Regions from separate parts of the Mus musculus genome. Here region 1 is linked to region 2. A link is a contact called in public promoter capture Hi-C data. All regions are on one chromosome and are shown on one strand. Each heading gives the region's core, a stretch centred on a gene start, on an enhancer-like site or on the middle of the called end of the contact. The rest is flanking DNA. Distances are from core to core; before and after follow the strand shown. Region 1 has its middle 7.7 kb from the start of Actl9. Region 2 overlaps Cyp4f13 (cytochrome P450, family 4, subfamily f, polypeptide 13).

Region 1 (3,421 bases), core at 6-2,505, 520 kb after region 2:
GGAAGGAAGGGAGGGAGAGAAGTAGGGAATCAACCAAAACTGAGTATAAAATGCCCTAAGAAAATCTGTTACTTTGTATGCTAATTTTTCTTTCCCTTCCTTTTATTAAAAAATAGATTTTTTTCTCATATAATATATCCTAATTACAGTTGCTCCTCCCTCTACTCACAGTTCCTCCCCCACTTCCCCTCCCATTCGGATCCACTCCCTTTCTGTCTTCCATTAGGAAGGAACGGGCTTTTCAGAGGTAACAACAAAACATAAGGAAATAAAATATAGTAAGATAAAACATGTATGCTAGGTTTTTAATGAAAGCAAAATTCATTTTAAGAAGAAAAAGAGAGGAGGGAGGAGGGGGTCAGGGAGAGGGGTGGGGTGGGGGAATGGCAAGACTAACAGGCTAATTATACATTCTAGCCTAGGGGTTGAGGCCTACCCTAAATCTGCCAATCTGCCAGGTTACCAAGGTGAAAGCAGACACTTTTAGTTCTTCCCACCAGGGGGCAGCACCTTCAAGTTTAAGAGACCATGATAGCTTTGACTCTAATGCTACAACCCTGCATTCCTCAAGTTGTGGTGATCCCATTCCAACCATAAAATTATTTTCATTGCTACTTCATAACTTCAATTTTGCTATTGTTATGAATTGTGATATAAATATCTGTGTTTTCTAATGCTCTTAGGTGATCCCTGCGAAGGTGGTGTTGGACCCCCCAAAGGGGGCTTTAAAACAACAGGTTCAAAGGCAAGGGTAGAGGCATCAGGAGGAAACTCCTCCAAATGAGAAGCGGGTGGAAGTTGAGAAGAGAGGAAATTTCACTTATAAAAGGGGGAGAGAGCCGAGGGAGAGAAAGAGGGAGGCAGAGGTTGGGTTTGGGGGCGGGGTGAGGTAGGACACAGAGGAAGACAATGAAAAACAGCACTGAAGTTGGGAGGGAAACATGGAGGGGGTATAGGAAGAATGGGAGGGGAAGAAGTAGGGTAAATTTATTCAGAACACATATGTGTCTGAAATTATCAATGAAAAAAAATAGACTGTCTCAAATGCCACTAGAAGTGTGTAATGTTCAGAAAACCCACCTTCCCCCAGCCTACTAGGACACTAGACTGTTTAAACTAAACTGACTTTACAATTCCATGGATTAGTCCATCTACAACCACTCCAGGCCCAGAGCATTCCCATTTGCATACTCCCAGAGATGAGATCACTACCTGGATATTATTAGAACTCTCACCCCGTCGAATGAATCATTAGGCTCCACCCAGCGCCAGACGATAACATCTGCCCACACACACCCTAAAGCCCATGTGATCTCAAACCCAGAGAGCCCAGATCCCTCAGTTCTGGCTAAAGTCATTCACAAATATACATTGATCACACACAGTGATCTAGGAAAAATAAAGTCAAGAAGGCATGGGGGTCTCTCTGCCTCCCAAGTCCTTGTGCCCGAGACAGTCTATCACTTTTAGACCAGGTTTCTCCAACTCGCAGTTGCTGGCATCTGTCCCTTTCACAGAAGTCCAAGTCCTTTTGTTCTGAAGACACCAGAATCCATTCCCTCTCTCGAGCCTTCTGATCCCAGCCCAGTCCTTTGTCCTACAGGAACCTTCAAGTGTGTGTGTGTGCATGTGTGTGTGTGTCTGTGTGTGTGTCTGTGTGGGTGTGTGTGTGTGTCTGTGTGTCTGTGTGTGTGTGTGTCTGTGTGTGTGTCTGTGTGTGGGTGTTTGTGTGTCTATCTGTCTGTGTATGTCTGTGTGTCTGTGTGTGTGTCTGTGTGTGTCTGTGTGTGATGTATGAATTGCAGAGGGAGTACACTTATAAACTTGTGTGCAGAGGCCAAAGGATAGCATTGGATATCCTGCTGTACTTCTACTTCTCTGCCCTCTTCTCTTAAAGTGTGGTCTTGTTGAATCTCAAGTTGGACATTTCTGCTAGTCTGGATAACCAGTGAGTTTCCAAGATAAGCCCATTTCCTATCTCTCAGTGCTGGGGTTACAGGCATTCACAGTCATGCACAGCTTTTACATGAGTCTGGGGATCCAAATGCAGTCTGTCATATTTACATAGTAAACACTCTTACCCACTGAGATACCTTCCCAGCTCTTAGGACCCTGATCTCTCTCCAGGGGGGATCATTACACAGGTCTTAGAAATCATAAATCAGAACATACTGTCCACTGCTCAGAATTTACTGGTGACTTTTTATAACATGCAAATAAGTTCTGCCCATCTTTCTAAACCTTTCTTTAGCTGCCCTTCCCATTCCCCTCTACTCAACTACGCTTGCACTTTTTCTTCTTTCCTGTTTTGAAACACAGGAAATATGGCTAAAAGGAGAGCACAAGGGTATGCCCTAGTTCAATCTGGGCTGGCAGAAGACCTAACAAAAAATTAGGCTGTGTATCATTGTATAGTTCAGGATAGATGAAGGCAGGAGATCAGAGTTCAAAGTCAGCCTTTTTTATGTAGTCTAAGGCCAGCCTAGATCCAAAAGGGGAAGGAGGGACTGGAGAGATGGCTCAGTCAATAAACACTTGCCTCACAATGTGAGGAAACTTTAGTTCCCAGAGCAAAGGGGGGGGGGGGAGGAGAACAAAGAGAGGGAGGGAGGGAGGGAGGGAGGGAGGGAGGGAGGGAGGGAGGGAGGGAGGGAAAGGAAAGAAGAAAGAAGAGAGAGAAGGGAAGAAAGAGGGGAGGGAAGAAAAGAAGAAAAGGAAGAAGTTGCATATGATGGCATGCCCCATAATCTCAGCAATATCAGGACAGAGGGCAGATGACTGTGCTACCCACTCTCCAAAAGGGCTTCCTTGTTTGGCCTCAGTGGGAGAGGATGCGCCTAATCTGACAGAAATTTGGTGTGACAGGGATGTATGATACTCAGTGGGGACCCCACCCTCTCAGAGGAGAATGAGAGAGGGACTGGAGGACAGCATTTCGGATGTAAATAAATAAATAAATAAATGTTTGTTTGTTTGTTTGTTTGTTTTTTAAAGATAGAAGGTGGAAGCAAATGGCTCCCTGGAAGTTCCTGGTCTACATGGCAAAGTTCCATGTCAATGAGAGATTTTTTTTTTCTCAGACAGAAAGCACAGAAAGTGCTTAACGTATCCTCTAGGTTTCCCTCTAAGCTCTACAAAGGTACAGTGCAGTGTGTATGAGCACCCATATATACAAACACACAGAGGCACACACTAAATTAATGGGGAAATGAGTTCTGGGGAGATAGTTCAGGGCTTGACTGCTCGTTCTTCCAAAGGACCTGAGTGTGTTTCCCTGTTGCAATTAATCTCTCCCCCCCCCAAATATGCCCCAGCGATGAAAACACAACTCAATTAATATGAATACATGCTATTTTCCATAGATTGGGCAGATCTACTGCTACACTACCATCTTCCACATCTATGAAACCACTTAGAACTT
Region 2 (3,566 bases), core at 1,067-3,566:
GCATACAATAACAATTAATAAAAAAAGAGGCCATGAATTTGATGGAGAGTGGGGGACGATATATGGAAGGGTTTGGGATGAGGAAAGGAAAAAAAGAAGTGTTATAACTACATTATAATGTCAAATATATATGAAATAATGAGCATGGTGGCCAAAATAACAGTAGCAGTCACTGAAACAGCCTACCCAGTGACTACCAAAGTACCCATTTTCTATTCCCCTCCCAAACAAATGACACACAAAATTCCCAAGAGAATCTAACCCAAAGTTCACCTGTCCCTTATATTTGCTCAAAGTCTAAGATCTTTCATGCTGTGTAATGCAGTGGGTGACTATGGCCTGAAAAGTATTAAATCAAAGGTAACTGTTACCCCAACACATCAAAGAGCGGAGTCATCAGTGTAGCAAGGCATTTAAAAATCTCACTTGAGGGGCTGTGAGATGGTTCAGTAGGGAAGACAGCTTGCTGCCAAAACAGATGGCTTGCATTCAATCCAGGAGTCTATGTAGTGAAATAAAAGAGAATTGATTCCCAGAAGTTGTCCTCTGACTTCCACATATACACTGTCATGTACATGCCCCCCAATAATAAATAACTGTAATTTAAAGTACAGAGATAACTGTGGGGAGTGGTGGCACACAGCGTTAATCCCAGTACTAGGGAAGCACATACAGACTAATAGATCTTTGAGGCCAGCCTGCTCTCCATTGCAAGCACCAGACTAGCTAGGGTTACACAGTGAGACCCTGTCTCAAATACTTGTAAACAATTAAAACCTCACTTAAGATGTGCATCAATTCAAGGTCAGCTAAGTTATATGGGTTACATTTCTAGCTGCATGCAGAGCTCACACCTGAATACTGTCCCAGCTCTTTAAGGGAATACGTTACCTGCAAAGGCAATACAGTACAGGGTCAGCTGGGAGGGTAGCTCAGTGGGGAAGCACTTGCCTCACATGGACCCTGGGCCCAATTCCAGCACAGCACCCCAAAAACCCAAACCAAAAGTAAAAAAACAAAACAAAGAAACACTAGAGACAATTTAAATGAGGGCAGAAAGGTAAAAATAAAATGGACTTGAAGATTTTTGTTCTGAAGCCATTTCCCACAACAGAAAAGAAAAAAAATATTTTAAATAATGTTTTTTTTGAGGTGGTGCCTCATGTATCTCAGGCTACCTTGGAACTTGTGTAGCCAAGGATGACCTGAAATTTCTGATCCTTCTGTCTCCAACTCTCAAGTGCTAAATTTTAGGCTTGTAACACCAAGCCCAGATTACGGGGTGTGTCTTGCATGCTAGGCATTCTACCAACAGATCACTGCCCCCTTCCAGACAGTATTTCATTGGATAACAAAAGCTGACTTCAGCCTCTGCTCCAACATCCCTCTGCTTCTGTCTCCCAAGTACTGGGGACTATAGATGTGTGATCAACTGAAACTCAGTTTCTGTTTTGTTTTTAGAGACAGGGTTTTCTGTGTAGCCTTGGCTGTCCTGGAACTCACTTTGTGGACCAGCTTGGCCTCCAACTCAGAAACTAAATGTTAATGGTCTCGTGATGGGAGAATTTGAAAAGTCAAAGCCCAGAGCGGTTACATAAGGTACATTTGTGAGAGCCTCCTGCAGGAGCCTGTGGAAGGCTCAAGGGACAACTGCACTACTGTTGAAAGGGTCATTGGAAGCTGGGGGCCCTGTCGGTGTGATTCATGTAGAGTTAGCTGCTTTAGTCGTCACAAGGCCTGAAAATTATATAAAACCATCCCCAGCGGTTCCAAGATTCCCCTCGCTTAAGGAACAACCTGCTTCAGATTCTACAACTATCCCTTCATATGTAACAGGCCAGGTCTAGTGTAGTGTTCCACTCTTAAATGTTGTGCCAGAAGGACAGAAGCAGGACATAGCTCTAAATTTGATGAAATAGAATAAAGGTGGAAACATAGTGAATATAAGGGTTTGCCTCAATGACCACTGAGCCTCAAATGTACTGGAAAACCTGCTCCCCTCTCCTGCTTAAATATCCGCGGTGGCTCACAAGGTCTTCCAGTAGAAGTCTCATCAGCACGGAGACCCTCGGGGACCACCCAGGAGGCATTGAGGATCTTGTGATAAAATTTTGGTCTGATGCTCATAGTCACTCAAAGAACAGGAGGCAGTTCTGTTTATTCAGAGATTTAAAGAGGTAGGAGCATGGGTGAGCTGGTTCCAAGGCAGCTGTGAGGTCACTGTGCGCCGGCGCTCAGCGGCTCCACCCGCAGCCACAGCCCGCCCTCTGCGCGCAGGATCAGCTCTGGCTTCCGGCGCGGCTCCTTGTCATCTGGCAGGATGCGGAAGCGCAGCAGGGTCAGCGCCAGCGCTACCTTTATCTCGCTCATGGCGAAAGTCTGTCCTATGCAGTTCCTGCGGGAGGACGGGTGGGAACTCTGATTGCGCGAGGAACCAGCCAGGCATCCTCGGACCCAACCTGGCTCAGTCCCCTCCCCCCACGGTCAGGAGGGCCAAGGGGGCACTGATGTGCCTGGGACCCTGCGTGGGTGTCCGCATTTCTGGGACCTGGCCTAGTCCCAGCGCCCAGTGCAGACCTGGGCGTGATTCTGAGTACAAAGCATCAGCCTTTGACCTTGCCACCGCAGGCTCTGCAGACCTTTGCACAAAACGCAGGCAAAGGTCGGGGAGGAGACACAGAATCCTCATTCACCCAACTGTCCCCTGGTCCCACTGTCGGACCCAGACTCCCCCCGCCCCCCTCACCCAAGACCACTTCCTCACCTGGTCCCCGCTGAGAAGGGAATAAAAGCCAGAGGTGACCTTTTCTGTGGGTTTTCTGGGTCAAATCTAAAGGGGTTGTAGACCTGTAGGCCAAGAAAGACTACGCTAGTGGGTCATGTCTCTTCCCCATGTCCAGGATGGTAGCTCTGGTTTCTCTGGTAGGCTTGTGCCTCTTCTCCAGGCTCCAGAGTTGGGGAAAGGGTAGAGTCGCACCTCAGGGTCTGGCCAGACTGAAGGGTTGTGGTGAACCCCGAAAATGCTGATGACACAGATGTTCCCTGTTGAGTAAGGAGACAGGTCAGGTCCACGATGCTTCTGGGGACCACCGTCCTACCCAGGCCCCTCCTTCCACGATACTGAGGGCACCTTTGGGGATGGCCCGGCCATCTGGCAGCAGAACGTCCTGGGTGCAGCATCGGGAGATTAATAAGACTGGGGGATGCAGCCGCAGACTCTCCTTGATGCACATGGTCAGGAAGGGTAGCTGGGCCAAGTCGTCCCTAAGGAAGACAGCACACAATTGTCCAGGAGCAAAAACAAAGTCTCTCTGCCACCGAGTGAGACTGATCCACAGTTCTGTACCTAAAATACTGTTTGTTCTTAAAAATAATAAAAATTTAAAATTATCCATGTTCATGTGTGCTATATGTCTGTGGAGGCCAGAAGAGACTTGTCAGTGGACCAGCTTGGCCTCCAACTCAGAAACTAAATTTTAATGGTCTCGTGATGGGAGAATTTGAAAAGTCAAAGCCCAGAGCGGTTACATAAGGAGCATTTGTGAGAGCCTCCTGCAGGAGCCTGT

Evidence for each region. Capture Hi-C pulls out chosen DNA fragments and counts their contacts.
Region 1: a promoter capture Hi-C map of adipose tissue shows a contact between it and region 2. The contact joins two enhancer-like sites. A contact is called at or near these places in 3 of 39 promoter capture datasets (the 3T3-L1 cell line, hematopoietic stem and progenitor cells and hippocampal neurons) and 1 of 9 other capture datasets (adipose tissue).

What each region holds. Positions count from the first base shown.
Region 1 is chr17:33,438,851-33,442,271 of GRCm38.p6, forward strand. No RefSeq gene overlaps it. Among named protein-coding and RNA genes, the nearest start is that of Actl9, 7.7 kb to the left of the region's middle. Within about 2 kb of position 1,256, at least 45 of the 459 cell types and tissues checked have an H3K27ac peak or open chromatin away from gene starts, as enhancers often do. A contact at or near this core is called in adipose tissue, where this site is marked.
Region 2 is chr17:32,922,560-32,926,125 of GRCm38.p6, forward strand. It overlaps Cyp4f13 (cytochrome P450, family 4, subfamily f, polypeptide 13), which reads right to left. Exons shown (of 13, transcript NM_130882.1): 10 at 3,131-3,264; 11 at 2,978-3,042; 12 at 2,765-2,847; 13 at 2,129-2,395. The coding sequence ends at 2,218. Among named protein-coding and RNA genes, the nearest start is that of Cyp4f14, 7.0 kb to the left of the region's middle. Within about 2 kb of position 2,317, at least 244 of the 459 cell types and tissues checked have an H3K27ac peak or open chromatin away from gene starts, as enhancers often do. A contact at or near this core is called in adipose tissue, where this site is marked.